Linked DNA regions of Mus musculus: region 1 is linked to region 2. A link is a contact called in public HiChIP or PLAC-seq data. All regions are on one chromosome and are shown on one strand. Each heading gives the region's core, a stretch centred on a gene start, on an enhancer-like site or on the middle of the called end of the contact. The rest is flanking DNA. Distances are from core to core; before and after follow the strand shown.

Evidence for each region. HiChIP or PLAC-seq counts read pairs in DNA pulled down with a chosen protein or histone mark.
Region 1: an H3K27ac HiChIP or PLAC-seq map of embryonic stem cells shows a contact between it and region 2, with 2.7 times the contacts expected there. The contact joins two enhancer-like sites. A contact is called at or near these places in 1 of 39 promoter capture datasets (embryonic stem cells), 5 of 484 Hi-C or Micro-C datasets (all in embryonic stem cells), 8 of 115 datasets of contacts at active chromatin or transcription factors (astrocytes and embryonic stem cells) and 1 of 9 other capture datasets (embryonic stem cells).

What each region holds. Positions count from the first base shown.
Region 1 is chr3:35,331,224-35,336,062 of GRCm38.p6, forward strand. No RefSeq gene overlaps it. Among named protein-coding and RNA genes, the nearest start is that of Gm35425, 15 kb to the left of the region's middle. Within about 2 kb of position 1,903, at least 40 of the 459 cell types and tissues checked have an H3K27ac peak or open chromatin away from gene starts, as enhancers often do. A contact at or near this core is called in embryonic stem cells, where this site is marked.
Region 2 is chr3:34,758,190-34,763,287 of GRCm38.p6, forward strand. No RefSeq gene overlaps it. Among named protein-coding and RNA genes, the nearest start is that of Gm38509, 11 kb to the right of the region's middle. RefSeq lists enhancers at 1-4,214, 1-996, 2,834-4,346. Within about 2 kb of position 3,117, at least 14 of the 459 cell types and tissues checked have an H3K27ac peak or open chromatin away from gene starts, as enhancers often do. A contact at or near this core is called in embryonic stem cells, where this site is marked.

The DNA of each region.
Region 1 (4,839 bases), core at 653-3,152, 570 kb after region 2:
CTTTTAGTGAGCTCTTTTCTTTGGCTCCTTATGACTGTTCAGTGGTCTACGAAGAGGAGGCAGAGCAGGGTGAGGTACTGAGGGAGGGATATAATCCAGTCCTCCACAAAACCTCAGTCCATTGTGTAGGAAGGGCTAGCCAGGATGGCGCCCGTGCATTTCCTTCAGGGTTAGGAACGCTCATCACAAATGGTTCACTGTTGACATTTCCATCAACCCATTCCTGGATAATGAAGAGTTATTACTTCAATAGTTACTGTCATAATACGCTATTGTAGAGCATCTCACACATTGAGCTAGATCATTCATTGTCAAACGCAGTTTCTGAAACACTGTGAAAAGTATCCGCATATAAAGATGACTAGCAACGTGGCAACATGGTGGTTTGGTGGTTTCTCAATGGGTCTGAGCAGGTTGTACATAACAAATGTGTATGTGTGTGTTGGTGTGTTAGGGGATACTTTTCACACACACACATCACCCACACACTATTGTTGAGTGTCAAAAAAAAAAAAAAAAAATAGAGCCCAGGGTCTTGAGTACTAGGCAAGTACTTTGCCAACGAACTCCATCCCCAAGGTTTTAGCTTGGTTTTGATATCTTACAACTATGTAGCTCCAGGTTAGCCTCAAAATTGCAATCTTTGTCTCTACCTTCTCATCGGAGCACTATAGGCATATCCAGCATTCCCAATATCGTACAATAATCATTTTCAGTCTCGCTTATGGATTGTTGTATATGGGTTGTATTTCCTCATCTATGAGAAGTTTGTAACTTTTATAACAGCGCTGTATTCCAGAAAATTGTATATTCTTAAAAAAAAAAAGAAACATATCCCAATAGTATCTAATGTAAGTTCCATTAACAACGCATTTAAAGTATTTGTAAATCAACCAAGATGCTCTCCTAACCTGAGAGAGACAGATGTAGAACTAAATAGATATGAAAAAAAGCATGTTTTAAAAGAGGAAAGAAAAAAGTGACTTGATATGCTTTCTTTCATTTCAGTGAATTTCTTCCAATCTGAACAACACACACACACATACACACACACACACACACACACACACACACACACACACACACACTTCTTAGAAAAAGTACAGGTTATTTTGCAGTGAGAGAAAATGAATAATTGTGTAACTCATAGACAGAATCAGTCTGTCACCAATTGGCAACAGAGTCAATGGTTAATTATCTGCAAAGACTTGTCACTTCTCAACCTTCTAGTCAGCAATAAAAAAAGAAGCCTACTCTAATTAGTAAAAAATAATTTTGGGGTCTTTGTATAAAGCTCTTGGTTTTGTTCAGTTGATTTGTTTCAAAGGTACAATAATTCTCTGACTCCAAAATCAAAGCTAATAGCATTTGCAGTTCTAACTAGGGAACGATTTTCAAGATGGCCTCACTTTCAGAGCAGGATTCCAGCTGTGGTGAGCTGTGGCCATTCAGTCACCTGTGCTGAATAGCAAAGACGGTCCCCTCCCATGAGTTACTCGGGAATAATAAAGGCCCAGACTGAAAAGATACAGAGGAGCTAATATCTGATCAGCGCACAGATGTACACGGAACTGTGAATAGTAACTACAGCTTCCATTTAGGGGAGGAAAAAAAGTCTCCTGACAAATGAGAGTTTGAGTGTATCGCCTCACTTCATTACCTTTGTGCATTTTGGGGGGCCAGAAATGTTAATTTTAATCCATGGAAGACCCGCTAGACGGAAGGTTGGGGACTTGGGTCCAAGCCTGGGTCCCTGCTTGGGCCTCTCCTGGGAATACTGAGCAGTTTCCTTACTGCCGCCTGAGGGGAAGGGTCACGGAAAGGATTTGCAGGGTCCTCATTGAGCCCGCTCCTTGCTGAGAGGAGCTGCCTGCTCCGGGACACCTGGTCATTAACATTGCTAATTAGCAGCCATTAATCAGGGTGCGCGCTTGCTTTTTCTGTTGTTGTTGTTGCTGCACGGTGCTGGCCCCGAGGAACCGAGTGAATAAGAAGATTGTTTCATTACCTCCCCAAGAGGAACGAAAGCAGTTCCCATCAGCTCAAGATGAGATGGATTAAGGGGAAGGTTAGACAACAGTTTGAGATGAACTCGCATTGGAAGGAGGGTGGTGGGGCCAGGAGATCCGGGCTGTCGGCCTCAGGGAGGGAAAAAAAATCAGTCAATTATAACTAAAGAAATTTGCAGTGTAACTCTAAGGACCCTGTGAGAGAAACGCTCACAATGAGAGGTTTGCAGTTTAAGAATTTTGTTTCCCTTCGGGGTTGGAACAGGGGCTTCTCTAAGTTATTTCACATCGCTTTGGTTCTCAGTGAGCTTTAAATTGACTAATTCCTGTTTCTCTCATTCTGAATTCCTTTTTTCTTCCAAATGATCATGAAATCAATTAAAATGTTAAGTAGTTATCACTAAAGCACTTTGAAAAGGGTGTCATCTTTTTACCCAAAAGTGCACATGAACAACAGGCCAGAGGTGACCTAATAAACAACGTAATCCTACAGTTTTTAGAATGAGAATGATAAAACTATGTGGAAGTAAAGACTCTTGATTTGCATATAATGACACTAAAACCAGTAACACATCTTTTTAAAAAGGCTAAAGATAATCAGTGTGTGTAATAAATTGTTAATCCAAATGCAATAAAATGATTGAGCTCTCTGTGGGGAAGTGAAGGGTCACTTGGGCAGAAAGCACATTATATGCATTATAATTTCTAGGAGATGTTTGTCTTGGTAACAGTTTGTGTAACCCAAAGTTGTAATGGTCTCTTTTTAATGCAAAAAAACCCAAAAAAACAAAAAACCCAAAAACCAAAAACCAAAACAAAACCATGCAATAAGAATCATTACTTAATCATCAAGTGGTTATCTGCTCCAAATTAATTTGTTCATTTATGAAATTGTATTCCTCCAAAAGCTACAAAGCAGATTGCGAGTTATATGAGAAGTTCCCGCCCCTGAAGCAACAGAAACACCCAGTGCCACATCTAGCCAGTCCTCTGTGGTGGGTACCAAATGTGCTCTGCTGGAGCAATGAGGGGGAAGCAGGGGTTGCCTAGTACTTATTAGTGCAGTGGCCTCTTTGGGACATGTGTAATAAATATACATTTGCACTTATAATGTGTACCCCTGCACTTTCAAAGAGCCACTGCTCATTCTTGTGCCCTACATTTTTCAAAACAATAGGAGACAAAACCTGTTTTTTATGTACTAATTTGTTCTGTTTGCAAATAACTCTGAAGTTGCTGGGGAAGGAAGCTAGTATGTCAAACTAATACAGGGAGCGTTTCAGTGGGGCTGGAGAGCTGTAATATGATTTCTAGGACTTCATGGGAAAGTTGAATACTCAAGGGGAAATTATAGAAAGAACAGCTGAGAAGAAGTTGCATTCTGGCACAGCAGCATGTAAATGGGGTGCATTCTTCAGTTTTCTCATGACAGATTGCCCCCACCACTGAGCCAAGGCGGCAGTGTTAATGAGGCAGACACATCAATGGGAAGTGTCATCCCAGGGGCTACCAAAGGGGGCGGGGAGTGTGGACCAGGGGAGGTAGAGGAGGAGGAAGGAAGGAAGGAGGGGTGAGAAGAAAGGGGAGCGAAGAGAGGGAGGGGCAACTTGACATTACTTATTAAGGCTAAGCCAGCAAGAAACCAAAGCACCCCAAAGGGAAGGTAGAGACAGAAGGCCAAGATGAACAGAACAAGCCTTAAGATTTCAGATCTGAAAAAGAGTGTAGACTGACCAAAAAATAAATAAATTAAAAAATATATATATATATATATATAAAGGAAGGGCGAGAGAGCTGGGCTGGTGGGGTGGGGGCACTGTCTGCACCAGAAAGAAAAGTAGTTTATTTTCAGTCTGAATTTTGTGTGGGCCCAGATTTTGTATTTGGAAATTTCCAAACTCTGTATAGACTTGCAACTCATGCACCAGAAGTAAGAGACAACTTGCCTGTCATTCTGAATGGCCTCATATCTGAAAATATCAGTCATCGTCACCATCACCACCCCCATCATTTAAATTTATTTACTCAAAGTTAGTTTTGTCAAAAAGAATACTTTTCTTGACATTAAAAATGGTTCCTGAGGTATTTTTTTTTCTTCCTGAGCTACAGAAACCACACATATCACCACCTTCCAGTCAATATATGTAGCCAGTGTTAGAGAGCTGGCCATCCCCCTTCTATTCTAAGCTTCTAAGGAATTGTGTTTCTTATGAAATTCAAATCCATAGCTACTTCTGAGTGCTTACTGTATTTATGGCACTTGAAGGTGTTTTTATAAATAAGCCTAAGATACATGGAACACTTGAGTCCCAGCGTTTGAAAAGAGTGCTGTTTCTAACAGGATGGCTAACAACTACCACTTCCTAATCCCACAGACCCAGTCTGGAACCGTACACTATTCTTCCAGATCAGCCGAACAAAACTTTCTAAGGGCTGGTTCTCTCAGCTCTATAGTCAGCACTAAAACTGGTACTAGAGCTGCTCTTCTCTCAGAGTTCTTTAACAAGCAGGCAGACAACCAGCGCCGGACCCCCATGCTCATTGCAGCCTAAGCTTGCTGGGCTGAGTAAATAAAGAACCCGCATATAAAAACAAAACTATGAAATATTTATACTCCTTAACTCGTGAAGAACTGTGCTTCCACACATCAGCTAAGCCTTCATTGTTTCACTCAATTTCAACCAACAGGAGTTGCAAGATTCAGAATTAAAACTAGGAAGAAAAAAAAAAAAAAGTCCTAACCCATTCTATTGTGTGTTACAGTTCATGTGGTATAGTTGCCAAGACCACCCAGAATTTGGAGAGGGCCGCATGGAAGACTGATCAGCTT
Region 2 (5,098 bases), core at 1,867-4,366:
TTGTTTTTTCTTTTTTGTTTATTTTGAGACAGGGTTTCTTAGCTGTCCTAGAACTTGTTCTATAGACCAGGTTGGCCGGGAACTCATAGAGATCCGTCTGCCTCTGCCCTCCAAGTGCTGGGATCAAAGGCCTGTGCCATGACCACCTGGCTAAAGGTGGTTTTTTTTTTTTTTTTTTTTTTTTTTAGTGGAGGGAAGTTTTGTGTCTCTGTAACAGTCTGTTCTAGAACTCACTTTGTAAACCAGTAAACCCAGCTGGCTCCAAACTCACAAAAATCTGTCTGCTTCTGCCTCCTAAGTGCTGGGATTCAAAATGTGCACCACCATGTCCATCTCTTAGACATTTTATAAAGACTTTAAAATGCATACACATATGTATTCAAGGATTTTTTTTTTAAAAGTTTTTCAAAACAGGGTTTCTCTGTGTAGCCCTGGCTGTCCTGGAACTCACTCTGTAGACCAGGCTGGCCTGGAACTCAGAAATCCTCCTGCCTCTGCCTCCCAAGTGCTGGGATTAAAAGTGTGTGCCACCACGCCCGGCTGTATTCAAGTTTTTAATCCTTTAAAATGACTTGTGGTGTATGTGTGTGGGTGGATGGACATGTGTGAACCATGACACTTGAGATCTGAGGACAACTTGCTGGGGTCCTTGTCACCACCTTGTTCGTGGTGATAGAATTCTTATCATCTGTCTCCTAGGCAAGCATACTTACTACCCACTAGGCTATTTTGCCAACCATGAAATGAAGATGTTAATTAAGGTTGTTGATACATTTTGTTTTGTTTTGTTTTCAAACACTTCTCTCTCTGTAGCTCAGGCTGTCCTGGAACTCACCAGGCTGGCCCCAAACTCAAAACAATCAGCTTCCAGAGTCGGGATTACAGGTTTGAGCCATAGCATCTGGCCAAGGAATGATACATTGAACTAAGATCATTTAGGTATATATTTGATCACGAGAAGAACTATTATTAACAATAAAGACCATTCATGCCAGGGGAACCTTGACAATCAGGAGTTTGAGATCATTCACAAAATACTTTATTCCATCTACTGGATTGATTTTTTGGGGGTGTTTTCAAGACAGGGTTTCTCTGTGCATCCCGGCCTGTCCTGGAACTCAATCTGTAGACTAGCATGGCCTCAATTATTTAATATCCAGTGCTGGAATTAAAGGTGTGTGTCACCATGACCCGTCCCATCCACTGTATTAAGGGCTTTACTGGCCTTGAGCTCACTATTGAAGCCCAGCCTACCTCGAACTCACGGTAATCCTCTTGCTCCATCTTCTTGAGTACTGGGATGACAAGCAAGCACTACCATATCCAAGATTGTTTTCACTCACTCACTCATTCGTTCATTCATTCATTAATTCGTTCAACAGATACATATTTACTGGACACAGTACTGAACAGGGTTGGGAGGGTAAAGTGGTAAGAGAGACTGACAGCGTGTGAGGAGTACTGCGAATGTATTCTGCCAGGTGAGCCCATGCCATGAACTGTGGTTCTGGGGGTTAACCCAAGGCCTCCAGCGTGCTAAGCCAACACACCACCAGTGAGTGGCATCCCCATTCGTTATATAAGTTTCTTGCTGTGTAAGGCAGGGTCTCAATAAGTGGTTCGTGCAGGCCCGGGGTTTCCTGATCTCTTGCCCAAGTGGCTGCTGTGCCCAGCATGTGGGCCCAATTTATTTTCCTACTTTTTCCAGGATGCGCAGATGCAGGAACTATCTTTGGTGTTTCTGTCTTTCTGCCTGCTCACCGCAGTTTCCGCTAACAAAACAAGCCTTTGTGCACTTTGTTTGCAGTGTTGAGAACTGATCACAGGGACGTGGGAGAACCCCTCCCTGGAGCCGCGCGCGGCGACCCTTTCTGTGGATCTGGCTTACTGAGGCTCAGTCCGCTTTGCCACACCGCCTCCTGCTGGCGGCTAGTTGACCTGCCGCGCTTTTTCTTCTGTGCGTCAGATACTTCACCAGGCCTGAGGGTCTTCTCTTTTCTTTTGAAATAGGGCTCAAGGAACCCAGGCAGACTGCAAACTCACTAAGTGGCCCGAAGCTGACTTTGAACTCATGATCTTCTTGCATCCATTTTCGTGGAGCTGGGGTTGCCCATGCATACCACCACACCCAGCTTTCCGAGCCAGATGAGGAGGGGGCTGCATTCTCAGACAACTCTCAGTGGCTAGCTTGCCCTTTGACAAAACTTTGCTAGGAATTTACCACCCCTACCCCCCCTCCCCAGACTCTCCCTTTGTAGCTCCTCTCTTCCCTTCTCTCTCACTTGGCTCCCTGCTCATTTGACTGACAGCTTGGGCAAAGACTCCTCTCCTGCTGAGCTGAGACCCTGAAGAGAATTCCACTAACACGTAAACAAGGTCTTGGCTGACCTTGAACTCACTATGTAGACCCTGCAGGTCTCCTATTCTGACTTCTAAATTCCGGGATTAAAGGCATCACCACGCCTAGTCATTGATATGTCTTATTATTTATTTTATGAGTATGAATATTTTGCCTGTTTGTATGTCTGTGCACCATGTGCATGCCTGGTGCTAATGGAGGCCAGAGGAGGGCATCAGGCCCTCTGGAGCTAGAGTTACAGATGGTTGTGAGCCTCTATGCACATGCTGGGACCAGAACCCAGGTCCTCTGCAAGAGCAGCCAGTGCTCTTAACCACTGAGCCATCTTTTCAACTCCTCAATTTCCATCTTAAATTTTATTTTGTGCTGGGCTAGCCTTGGCTGTATAATAAGACCCAGTTTCAATAAGCAATAAGGTTCATTTTATGTGTGTCTTAGAGGCTTGTATATCACACTGCTTAATCTTTTATTTTGGTGGGGTACAGGACATTGAAATTGAGAGAGGGTTTCTTGTAACTGCAGCTGGTCTCGAACCTGTTTCGTAGCTAAGGCCTCGGATTCCTGATGCTCCTGCCTCAGCCCCCTGAGTGCTATAAAGGTGGGACATACAATTTAATCTTTACTGTGGCCCTTCAAAGTTGGCACCCTGGGATGGTTTAGAAGATGAGATGAAAGGCAGGGAGTTGCAGTCCCTCCGCTCCACCCCTACCGGAAGGCTGCCTTCAACCACCAGGTTATCTCTGGCTTCAAGGTGACCCTGACTGGAAGCAAGACCTAGCTGACTACCTTGGGGCTGTGCTTGGTTTGGTAGAGATTTCTACCCTTCAGGTGTGAGGGAAACCTCAACCTCGTTAATAGAAGAATTTAAGAATGACTCAAATGGAAGGTGGAGGACAATTAGGGTTTAAAAAAAGAACCTGGGATGGGCCAGTTGTAAACCCCCTGGAGCTGCCTAGAGGAAGGAGCTGGAGGAGAGCTTAGAAAACAAAGGGGGAGGTCATGGAAACAGACGGGGAGGTCAGACACCTGATCTGCAAGCAGCCCCAGAGCCAAAGGGAGGGCATGGGGATGAGTGACTAGGATCCTTTCTTCCTTCCTTCCTTCCTTCCTTCCTTCCTTCCTTCCTTCCTTCCTTCCTTCCGTCCGTCCCTCCTTCTTTCCTTCGGTCCTTCCTTCCTTCTTCCCTTCCTTTCTTTTTTTTTAAAGAATAGTTTTTGTATATTTTATATGAAATGGTATTTTGCCTGCATGTCTATATGAAGGCATCAAATTCTCTGGATCTGGAGTTACAGACAGTTGTGAACCTCCACGTGGGTGCTGGGAATTGAACCCAGATCCTCTTTTTTTTTTTTTTTTTTTGAGACAGGGTTTCTCTGTGTAGCCCTGGCTGTCCTGGAACTCACACTGTAGACCAGGCCTCAGAAATCTGCCTGTCTCTGCCTCCTGAGTGCTGGGATTAAAGGCGTGCGCCACTACGCCCTGCCCTAGGATGCTTCCTTAAAAGATAGAAAAAAGAAGAAAAAAAAAAAAAAAAAAAAAAAAGAAAAGTCACAAATGACCAGACTTAGAACCCTCTATGGCTGTAAGCTGCTGCATTAGGGGCAAGGATTCTGGGAAGGTACAAGTTTAATATCTCATTGAAGAACTAAATATTCTGTGCAGGGCAATAGTGGCTTAAGCCTTTAATCCCGGCACTCAGGAGGCAGAGACAAGTAGATCTCTGGCCTACAGAGTGTTCGAGAACAGTCAGGGATGCACAGAGAAACCGTCTCAAAAGACAAATACAATAACCAAGACCAAAACCAACAACCAAACCAAACCAAACCAAACACAAATGCCAAAACAAAAGGCTAAAATATTCCTCCTAACTCTTAGCATTGCTCAAAGTGTGCCTGCTGTCCTAGGGGCAGGCCCTGGGCCAGATTCACCCCGTTTAAGCAGAATATATGTCAGGTCTCCATGTGGGCCAGAGATTTTGCAGATGAGGTATTTTTGACACTAACAGTATAGTACCAGACTGTCATCTCAGCACTTAGGAGGCTGAGGCAGGAGGATTGCAATGAGTTCCAGGTTAGTTCTCTTCAGCAAGACCCTGATTTAAAACCAAAACAAGGCCAAGGTTGAGCTCTAGTTGGCAGAATGCTCATCAGGTAGTTCTTGGAGGCTTTGAATCTGGAATCCCCTAGCCCCAGCCTTCTAGGAGCTAGATTACAAGCAAGTGCTGTTTCTATTAAATACCATGTTTTGGGTTTGGGGAGATGGGCCAGTGGTCAAGAGTGCTTGCTTCTCCTTCAGTGGACCAGACAGACTTCAGTTCCCAGCATCCAGGTTGGGTGGTCCACAGCCCCCTAACATTCCAGCTTCAGGGGAATCTGATACCCTCTGGCCTCTGTGGGCACCTATACACACACACACACATGCACACACACACAAGCTGTCTCTCTCTCTCTCACACACACACAAGCTATGTCACACACACACACACATACACACATGCTGTCTCTCTCACACACACACAGTCTCTCTCTCACACACACACATAAGCTATGTTTCACACACACACATACACACATGCTGTCTCTCTCTCTCTCACACACACACACACACACACATGCTCTCTCTCTCTCTCTCTCTCTCTCTCTCTCTCTCACACACACACACACACACACACACACACACACACACACACACATATACACGCTGTGTGTGGTAGAACGTGTCTTTAGTCTCAGCATTCGG